Regions from separate parts of the Triticum aestivum genome. Here region 2 is linked to region 1. The links are chromatin contacts, called in public Hi-C maps. All regions are on one chromosome and are shown on one strand. The core of a region is the stretch at or near the end of the contact, and the rest is flanking DNA. Distances in the headings are between cores, read along the strand shown.

The links. A called contact is a pair of places that touch in the nucleus more often than the background predicts.
Region 2: a Hi-C map of leaf shows a contact between it and region 1, with 4 times the contacts expected there. The contact joins the promoter of LOC123085861 here to the promoter of LOC123085859 in region 1. A contact is called at or near these places in 3 of 5 Hi-C or Micro-C datasets (leaf and root).

What each region holds. Positions count from the first base shown.
Region 1 is chr4A:215,624,386-215,629,591 of IWGSC CS RefSeq v2.1, forward strand. LOC123085859 (bidirectional sugar transporter SWEET16) reads left to right here and starts at 2,269. Exons shown (of 6, transcript XM_044507572.1): 1 at 2,269-2,589; 2 at 2,706-2,742; 3 at 2,855-3,065; 4 at 3,186-3,347. The coding sequence starts at 2,556.
Region 2 is chr4A:215,783,588-215,788,793 of IWGSC CS RefSeq v2.1, forward strand. LOC123085861 (zinc finger protein CONSTANS-LIKE 13) reads left to right here and starts at 2,388. Exons shown (of 4, transcript XM_044507574.1): 1 at 2,388-3,152; 2 at 3,244-3,462; 3 at 4,205-4,500; 4 at 4,600-5,079. The coding sequence starts at 2,619. The coding sequence ends at 4,693.

The DNA.
Region 1 (5,206 bases), core at 1,019-3,518:
CACACAACCGACGCCAACAACCTCTGATCGCCCATGGATCCTTCCCCTGTCCACACCGAGCGGCGTTAAGGTACGTCCCACAAATCCAGTACGTGATCACTTTGGATCGCGAGAAGCTGCGCTACCCGTGATAACATGCGCCGCCGGATTCCTAGCCCACGACACCAGTCGTGATTACTTTGGATCGTCGGATACCTAGTTAAGCCGCCGCATCAAATAACAGAGCCGTCGTGCACACAACGAACAGCAACCGACACTAGGTTAACCCTAGAAAGAAGAAACCCACTTTAGCCCGCGTGATCACTGTGTATATCACGACGAGCAGCACTACCAAAACAAGATTTGCGATGGCCTGGACCGCCAGAAAGCTAGGTTACCCGCCCCGCTAGGTTAACCACTACGACAAAAACAGCGGCAGTTCGTTTGATGTTGCCGCGAGCGAGACAAACGTGGGGAAACGAGATGCGGTACCTGCGAGCGCTGGAGGTTGACGACGGTGCCGCGCGCGCTCTCGGACGAGATCGTCGGCGATAAGATCGCCGCCGCCGATATTCTAAAGAACCTCACCAGAATGATGGAGGAGCTGCGTGAATGATGGAGCTGCGTGAATGATGGAGCTGCGTGATTGATTGAGCTGCGTGATTGATGGATCGGCCGTCGGCATGTCCTACCTGGTCGTGGGGTCGTGTCATCCTTTTTTTTTCGGGATGTCACCGTATACATACGTATGGGTCATACGGGTTATACGGGGCTTGGATATGGGCTACGGGGCTTGGATATGGGCAGCAGTGGGCCGGAGAAAAAAATAGATGGCGGGGGCAAGAATACCCCTAGAAAATTGAGTTAGGGAGGTGCAAGAAGGCAGCACGAAACAGGTGAGCACCAATTCCCCAAGGTCGCCGGCGAGCTTCCCGGAGCCTCCGGCTGACACCGGCAACGACTAGTGTATGCGGTATCGTGGCGCTGCAGCATAGGAAGATGGCCCATTGGGAAAGAAGACAGGAATGAAGATGGGAGTGGTTGCTTTGAGATTCAGGGATCCACGTGGTGCTCGATGAAATGGGTCGTTCTGTGCGGAGCGTACGACCGGGTCGCATATGATTTTCTTCCATAACACGCATGCCCGCCCACTTCCACGTCAATTCGTTTTGTGAAGGCCCAGATCACCTGACTGCCCCGGTAAAGCGACACCATGTCGACAGACACACATAATCCATGTTATTCGTTTGAAACGGAGCGTCCATGCAGTTAAGCTCACCTGACTTTGGTGTTACTACTGTACTATACTGCTCCTTTGATCGGTTAATATCAGAAAATGGGAAGCGTCCTCCGTTTCAATTTCAACGACAGGATGAGGAAGGAGTAACGTTTGATGACTGGGTGAGACACGTGTCCTTGCTCCCATTACATTAACCGGTCATGTCGACCAGGCCGTGTTCATAACAACATCCGATGCTTGATGCAAGTTGCATGCTTTGGTCCCAAAGCAAAGCATAGGCCTCCCAGTGCGTGTAGCATCTCATTCCGGGCGTGTACCCCACAAAGACAAAAGCAAACGAATTCCTCGGCCAACTGTTACATCTAACTAGCTGCTCTCCGATCTGCTCCGCTAACAGTCCAGTCCGTCCCAGGCGATACGTTTCTACTGCTTTACTTACTTCACCAACCGACGACGACGACGACGACGACGCCGTCACCTCTCGTCTTTCTCTCCTCTCGATCTAGTACTTCCATCTACGAACGAGATGAGATGGCCACACCGGACAGGGACTCGGTGATGGCCACGCCGGAATATCTAAGATTCTTTATCGGCCGGCGTGTAGCCATCGCGCGTACGGTACTTGCTCCCACTTACGCCTCCATGGCCGCAACGTGTCCACTCTCTAGAACGTGTGGTCGACCTCCGATCTGTGTCCCTTCCCATGGTCGACGTCACATTCCCTCGCCTTTCGGCCTCTAGTCTTTGAGTGGCGTCTGGAATTCTGGATCCTGCCAAGCCAACCCTCACTAGCTAAAGCTCCTACTAGCAAGTGAGAGCCCGAGCGTGCAAAGGCTGATGGCACCTTGGTAGTGATCCAGTCCACTTCTTGCGGCCGACAAGGCGGAATCGGATATCCACAGCGCTCAATTAACGAACCAGCTACGTCGGAAATGGTTATCTGCACTACCGGCTGCTTACCTACGGCCAACAAAAAGCCAGGCCTTTTTTTTGAGAGAGAGAGAACAAAAAGCCAGGCCTTGTGGCCAGGAAACTAATAGGAGAAATCTTGAGGTCAAGAAAGTGCCCCGGATGGATTTCACCGCTCCGTAGCACGCCACGTCTGTCTACCGACCGGCCGGCCGGCCTATGTCAGTCTATGTGTGGCCCCTCTGCAGATCCGGCACTGTGAAATCTGAGGAATGCGTGCTTATGGGACAAGATCCTAGTAGTACAACCAAACACTTGAGGCTGTCCACCAGTGCTCTATCTATCTATATATATATATGGTCATCTATGTCTATGTGAGAGACGTAGCTAGCTTGCCATCAATTTGTACCTCCCGGCTCTTACACCAATGGCCGATCCAAGCTTCTTCGTCGGAATCGTTGGTCAGTTCTCTTTCTCCTGCTTAAATTCAATGGCCGATCCAAGCTTCTTCATGCATACATCCTCTTGCTTAAATGCCCACTGCTCTCAGCATCACTCTCTTTCTTTTCCGCAACAGGGAACATAATCTCCATACTCGTCTTCACATCTCCAATGTGAGTTCAGCCAGCAATTCCGACTATATGTATAAGCGCTCGCGGTTTACCAATTCTTGCGCGATCCAGAAGCTGATGCTGATGCTGTATGTGTTTTGCTTGCATGATTCAGTGCGACTTTCCGGAGGGTCGTGCGGAACAAGAGCACGGAGGAGTTCCGGTGGCTGCCCTACGTCACCACCCTCCTCTGCACCTCCCTCTGGGCCTTCTATGGCCTCCTCAAGCCCGGCGGCCTCCTCATCATCACCGTCAACGCCGCCGGCGCCGCTCTGCAGGCCACCTACGTCGCCCTCTACCTGGCCTATGCCCCCAGGGACACCAAGGTGCGTCCATCCCTCTGCGCCCTTCACAAACCCGTTTTCAGCTAGCAGCGCTGCTGTGACCTTCTCAACATGGCCAGATGGAACCCGGGCGGATCTGAACTGTGGATAACTAATTTGCAGGTGAAGATGGCGAAGGTGGTGGTGGGAGTGAACATCTGCTTCTTTGCCGCGGTCGTCGTGGTGGGGCTGGTGGCGCTGCACGGCGCCGTCCGGCTGTTCGCGGTGGGGGTTCTCTGCTCCGCTCTCACCATCGCAATGTATGCTGCGCCCATGGTCGCAATGGTTAGTAACAAGCTCGATCATCTCTTCAGTTCTACCACCACCAAAATCTTGGTCTTTTCTTTTCTTTTCGGAACTGTCTCCCTCACGGCAGCGTTCCTTTCAAGCAGAAGTTAATTTTATTTTTTTGCGGGGACAAGCAGAAGTAACTTTAACTAGGGCAAAGTCATTTCCCATCATATTTTTCAATTCTCAAATGTCTGAAATTTTGGAAGTCTCTGTCACCTAAAACCACACTCTCCCAAATCTGAATCGCAGTTTGAAACTGTGTACCTTTTGCAAAATGTCAGTGTTTTCTTCGATTTTATAGCAGTAGGTGTAACTCTCCCAAATCTGTCATTAAGCAGTAGGTGTTGGTCTGATGTCGTTTTCTTGGATTTATAGCAGAAGCAATATTATAAAAGCGAAAGCTTCGCTTGAGCACAACTTCTCACCTATTTGGACGTAATATTAAATGATGTGTGTAGGGCATATCTAGATGTGCTATAGTTATTGCACATCTAAATGAGTGAATCAAGCATAAAAGAAAAAAAGAAAAAAAATCCACACGAATCTCAACGTAAGATCAATGACATAGGATTTAAATGTGCAATATTTATGGCACATCTAGATGTGCTTTAGCAAAACTGAATATTAAACTAGTTTAATTTTATTCTTAATTTATGTTTAAACTGTTTGAAATGGATGGGTATTTACGAAACATGGTTGGATGGCGTGGTACCCATACACGTTCAAACGTACTAGTATTTGCGGATATTTGGAGGCGTCAGTTTGATAACCGCCATCATTCTAGATTTTCATTCACACATGATGTCCATGCCTTCTTTCTAGAATTTCATTCCCCATCAAAATGCATATCTAGATTTTGATTCCTGGACTTGCAGTAATTTCGAATTAAGTCTCGTCATGTGCGGCGTGAGTCACGACACACAGTCTATCCGTATTTGTATGTAACGACGTGACATGACATGATCACCCGCGTCACAAACGGATCAGGCCCTGCGTCGCCCCCCGCTCAGGCGACTCGAGTAGCTCTCCAACCCTAGCCGCCATCGGGGCCTAGCCCATCTTTCTCCCCTCCTCCCGCCGCCGCCGGCTTGCGCCCGAAGGCCGACGGCGGTGGCGGGAGCTCTTCCTCCCTCCCGCGTCTCAGGGATGGCGGGGCCCCAACATGCGTGGAGGTGCGGCCGATCTAGAAGCGACGGCGGCGGCGGTCAGCCCTGCCTTGGACCATGGGCGGCTACTGCGGTGGCGGGCCTAGATCGGGCGGCGGCGCGATGCGGTCTTCGGCGGCATGTCAATTGGCTTTAGATCAGCGGCGGCGTCGAGGGCTTGATGGACTGCTTGGCGGCATCCATAGCAGATCTGTTCTGGCCGGTGTAGCCAGTGGTGGTCGCCATCTTCTTCGTCGGCGGTGGCCGGCCAGAAGCTTGGTGATTGGATTTCGAGATCCATCATCTAGTTCCGACTGCGAGTTGGGGAGACATGGTTGACGGTGAAAACCGAGCCGACGGCAGGCGATGGCGGCACGTCGTTACCTTGATGAAGGCATCGCCGCGTAACTACTGTCGACCCACTCGTGTTGCTCCGGGGGAAACCCTAGGATCTGGTGTTTCAGATCGGACGATGGCGGCACTGCGGTGTTGTTTCTCCCTTGGAAGCATCGTTTGTGGAGCAGCGTTGGAAGTCAGAGGAGGGAGGTGGAGCGGCTTCGTCTTGCATGGAGTTTCGGTGGAGATGTCAAGTCATGCCTGACCGACAGGTGCTACGCTTTGTCATGCCTGGTCGGCAGGTGCTACGCACGACAGATCTTCCAAGGACTTCAAACTCTGTCGGCTGATGGTACTTGGTAGCATGGCGCT
Region 2 (5,206 bases), core at 1,138-3,637, 160 kb after region 1:
ATGAAGATCTGCATGCCACCACGCAGGTGCTTGACTAGCTGGATTAGCATCCACGTACTGTCACGTGGGTACTAGCCTCAGTTGGTGGGTTGGCCGCTGAGCTGGGGCGGTGATGGGGCAGCAAGGTCTTGTCGTGGTCCCGTGTATATTTTCAGCAAGGAGCCTTGTCGGGGCCTCAGGGGCATCCTCGGCAAGGGGGCTTGCGATTGTCTTGTCTTCTGGTCATCGTCTAGTCTTGTGGGCTTCTGGTTTCCACAAAGATTTGCATGACAACTATGCAGGTGCTTCCCCAGCCTTGGTTCCAATGCTGTCGATGGTGTCGGTACTCTTAGTCCCAAGGTTGGTCGCGATGTTGGCGTTGGGTGAGCTGCCCCGGCAAGGCTCTTGCTTGCGCTGCGTAGGCCGCCCCGGCAAGGATCTTGCTGGGGAAAAACCCATTTTGCTGCTCCGTCTTCTGCGCCCCTGGCTGGAGCGCTACTCTGGTATTCTTGTGCTTATGCTTCCCCCCTTTGCCTTGCTAAGTGTGGCCACAGGTACGGCTCTGATTGCCCGTGCACAAATAGAGGGGTAAAAATGAGAGCCCCTACTTTTGTACACCGACATGATCCGTCCCTCTCATAGGGAAGGGAGCGATGGTGATGGATGAGGGCGCCAGAGATGCCTCCTGTCAATGAAGATGATGAGTTGGCGCCGACAGAGCATGGGGCGGCCACACCTCGGCCACCATGCGGCACGGCGAGGCATGCCGCCTGGCGCGGGTGCTGTGTCCCTCCTCCCGTCAACGAAGACCATGCGATCCCTGGAATCTAAGCACCATCAGCGTGGTGATTTTCGTCGGAGCATGGGAAGGGACACCCTCAATCATCAGGTCGACCTAAACACGCATCAATCTAGACTTGGCATGCGCCATGGCCCGATGAAAAGCTTGAAGCCCTGAAACTCCACCGACAGAACCGCCAGCGCCCTGTTCCGGAGCTCGTGTGAAGCGAACACGATGAGGAAGTCCTCCGGGTGATACTTGTGAACCGAGAAACGATGACGCGGAATGTTGAGCCGCTCCGAGATGGCAATGGCCGCATCCACACAGGAGACCAGCGGCCTTGGTCCCCCAACATATGCAACCACGACCAACTGCAGCATGCGCTCGAGATCATCCATCCCCTCCGAGCGCGGCAAGATGCATACCTCCGCCGCCGGGGCAGCGGGCGCGTAGGCGGGCACGATGGGAGGGAAGCTGGGCGCAACCGGCGAGGGCGGCACCCGCGGTGCGTCCTGCCTAGGCTCCATCAGCAAACCCCCCACCCCGGGCAGCAACGCCAGCAGCGACCCTATCCTGGCGACCTTGGGAATCACCACGCGATGAAGCTCGTCTGCCGAGATGGGGCTGCGCGGCCTCTTGCACTGGGAGGAAACATGACCAGAAAGCCCACAAGGAATGCACATGGGGTCGCTCGTGCAATCCTGCTGTCGGTGACCATCCTCGAAACATCTGAAACAGAGACCCCAGAGGTCCGGCGGGATTTGACGCCTCTCAGACGAGATGGGGGAGGCCCGACCATCCTGCACGCCAGCCTCCTGCTGGCGCCGCAGCGCACGCCGGCGACGCCACATCGCCTTACGGGAAGGCCCAGGCTTGTGCCACCCAGCCTCCTGAGCCGGGGCAGCCGGGGCTCCCGGACCAACCACCGCAGCGCCTACAGGGGAGGAGCCTGCCGACCCCGGCGAGCCAGAGAGGCCGAGACCGGACACCACCGGCCTGTCGCGCGGGAAGGCCGACGCGACCGAGGAAGGGCTTCGCGATCCGTCAGACGCCATGGACGAGGCCTCAGAGAAGAGAGGGGGGGAAGGAGGACGAGAGGCGAAGATCCGAGGCCCTCAATGCCGCCTGCAAGGGCGCGTGGACGCCGGGGCCGCAGTGGCCGCCGGCGGGAGGCGTGGACGCCAGGGCCGCAGTGGCCGACGGCGGGGGCGAGGTGGGCAGGCGAGATACAACAGATAGTCACTTTCACAAGGCCAAGGCTAGGCTAGCGATGCCATACTCTTTGGCATTACCTCAGCCGTTGCGTCATGCTCCGCTCGAGACCCGTCCAAGCGGTCCCTTTCCGCCAACGGCCGCATCTCCTGTCGGCTCGACCTGCAAGATCTCGTGAGACAACCCTTTCCTTTCCTTTCCCACCCCCACTCCCGCAGTCGATCGAACCATGGAGAAGCCGCCTTTGTCCGTGCCCGGGCTCGTCGACGCGACGAGACTGCCGCTCCAACACCTGGCCCGCGGCCAGCCTCACGCACGGCGGAGCCCGTCACGTCGCCGGCCTCACAGCACACAGTCATCCAGGCATGACAGAAATATCGGACCGAGCTACGCGAGTGAGTGACGAGGCAGAGGCAGCCTCCTCGCTTTCGAACCATCCCTTTCGCGGTTTACTCCGCCTCTCGTGCTTCTTCTCCCACCTTCTTCTTCTTCTTTTTCCGCAAGCAAGCAAGCAAGCCGTATATGCACGCATTATCTCTTCCACCTCCTCATTCTCTTCTTCTTCTCCTTCTCCTTCTCCTTGTAGGGAGCAGCGCCTACCAAGCTCTTTTCCACCAGTCCATCTTTTCCACCGGTAGTCCATCACATGGACATGGGTCAAGACGAGCGCCAGGATCCAGAGCTGCCGGCCATGGAGAAGGAGCTCTCTGCCGACGCGGTAGCCTGCGACTACTGCAGCGGCCCACAGTCGGTGGTGTACTGCCGGGCCGACAGCGCCAGGCTCTGCCTGCCGTGCGACCGCCACGTGCACGCCGCCAACGCGGTCTGCTCCCGCCACCTGCGCGCTCCGCTCTGCGCCGCATGCCGCGCCACCGGGGCCGTCTTCCGCCACGGCGGCCCCGAATTCCTCTGCTCCAACTGCGACTTCGGGAGGAGCAGGGACGGCGAGCTGCCGCTGCACGACCGCTGTACAGTCCAGGGGTACACGGGACGACCCTCGGCGCACGACCTCGCTGCTCTTCTCGGGGTCCCCGACTTGGACAAGCCCTCGGCCGGCAAAGCCGACGACGGTTGGTGGGCCATCTGGGAGGAGCCCCAGGTGTTCAGCCTGGAGGATCTCATCGTGCCCACCACTTCTTGCCATAGCTTCCAGCCCCTCGTCACGCCGTCCTCGCCCAAGGTACCTGCTCGCTCTCTGCCAAAATTCCCCAGTTTTCTGCTCTTGCTCTGAATTCTCACACCTAGCTCTAACTCATCTGCAAAAGATCCAGAACTCACCCGAAGGAAAGACGAACGATGAGGTCATACGGCAGTTACGTGAGCTCGCGGAGGTGGACATGGGCGGCGGTCAGATAACACCTCGTGAGGAGGCAGAGCAAGCTGCTCATCAGTTGCCTTCCTGGACAGAGTCACAGCACACCACTGGAAATGGCGATTTCGGCACAGATAACAGCCATGAGGTTGCAACCATGCCAACCCCTGGTTATGAGGTACTGCAGTCTATCTGACTAATTTCCCCATGCTGGACGGATGTACTACTGTGAATCTAACGATGATCATTTTTTTCTCCCACTGCAATTACTCATCAACCAAGAAGAATTTTGGCTCAGGTGTTGAGTGTTGACTGAACTTGTATTTAGACAACTTGCGACATATCTACTCAAACGGCAGAGATTAGAAGAGTAGAGATATTCTGCACCATATGTGGCGAAGATATTATCAGCAAGCTTTTCTATTAAGTCATAGCTATGTTGATGATGCATATATTCTTCAGTGTTGTGTCTAATTCTCTGGTATAACAGCTAAGGGTTCTAAAAGATACTCCCTCCGTCCGGGTTTATTAGGCCTCTCTGTATTACAAGCATGTCCCCTTTTATAAGGCCCCGTTTTGAAAAGGTGCATGCATGCAACCATTTTATTGATTACATTGAAAGTCATTGTTGTTAGTGCCATGGCTGGAAAATTAATACACTTCAAGCGTGCTTTTTCATTGGCTGCATGCACGTGAGAGAGTGCATTGAGAGTGAAATGAAAGAATTAATATGAGCAAATTACTATGTGTCTTGGTATAAGAGAAAGTGTCTTTAGGCCTAATAAACCCGGACGAAGGGAAAACCAATATAAAATCTCCAGTGGTTTTTATTTTCTTTCACACATAGTCCTAGCTTACTTGATGATCCATTACCATATTATAGAGTGGTCGGTTAACATGTCCGTTCATCTGTCTGGCAGAACGGCGGATGGAACAACAACGATTGTCATGCCCTAAAAGATGACTGCAAGACCGAGTATGAACAGGAGCAGGCTCCAGCAAACTCAGCTGAAGCATGCTTGTCATTGTTTGTTCAGATGTCAGAACTTTGCCCCAGCATGAGCAATGGTGGCATGATGGACGATAGCCAGCAGGCAAATCCTGGTATTGGCATGCCAATGCAAGCTTTCCCCAAAAGAAGTGGCTTTGATGTTGTTGCTGGCCTTGACCGCGACATTGTCATTTCCCGCTATAAAGAAAAGAGGAGGACAAGGAGGTGAGCTTAGCATATGTTTTGCATGTGAAATTTCTTCCTAAGTGTCGGATTGGGTGCATTCAATGTTGATATCACGTGCATAACCGTATCATTTTGCAGATTTGACAAACAGGTGCGATATGAGTCCCGCAAAGCTCGTGCGGACAGCAGGTTGAGAATCAAGGGCCGTTTTGCAAAGGCAAATCAGAGTTAAGTCTTGACTTTGCAGTATACTATTTTGCATCTTGGACAGAAGGAAGGACACTAATTAGGAGTGAGTGCAGATGATACATAAGGCGTGAACATTTTGTTGGTCTTCAGTTGGGCAGATGTTCATGTACAATCTGAATAATGTACTCCTTCTGTCTTAAAATAAGTGTCTCAAGCTTAGTACAATAAAAATTTGTACTAAACTTGAGACACTTATTTTAGGACGGAGGGAGTACGTTGCAACATATGGGCTATATTAATGTTTTGGGGGGAGTTGTTAGTCCAACCCTTGTATATAGTTTCCATCTATGAACTCTGTGAAAGCTAGTACTACAGGCAAGTGAGAGTGACAGAATGCCATTTTGGCATGATTTAGTGAATTTTGTCTCACCATTGGGTTTTGTTGAGTAAATCATTTTCATGAGTGCTCTATAGTAGTTACCAAATCCTTGGAGCAAATGCTGATGGACATATTGTATTTTCACTGATCTACGGTTTGTTGAAATTGAAGAAAAAA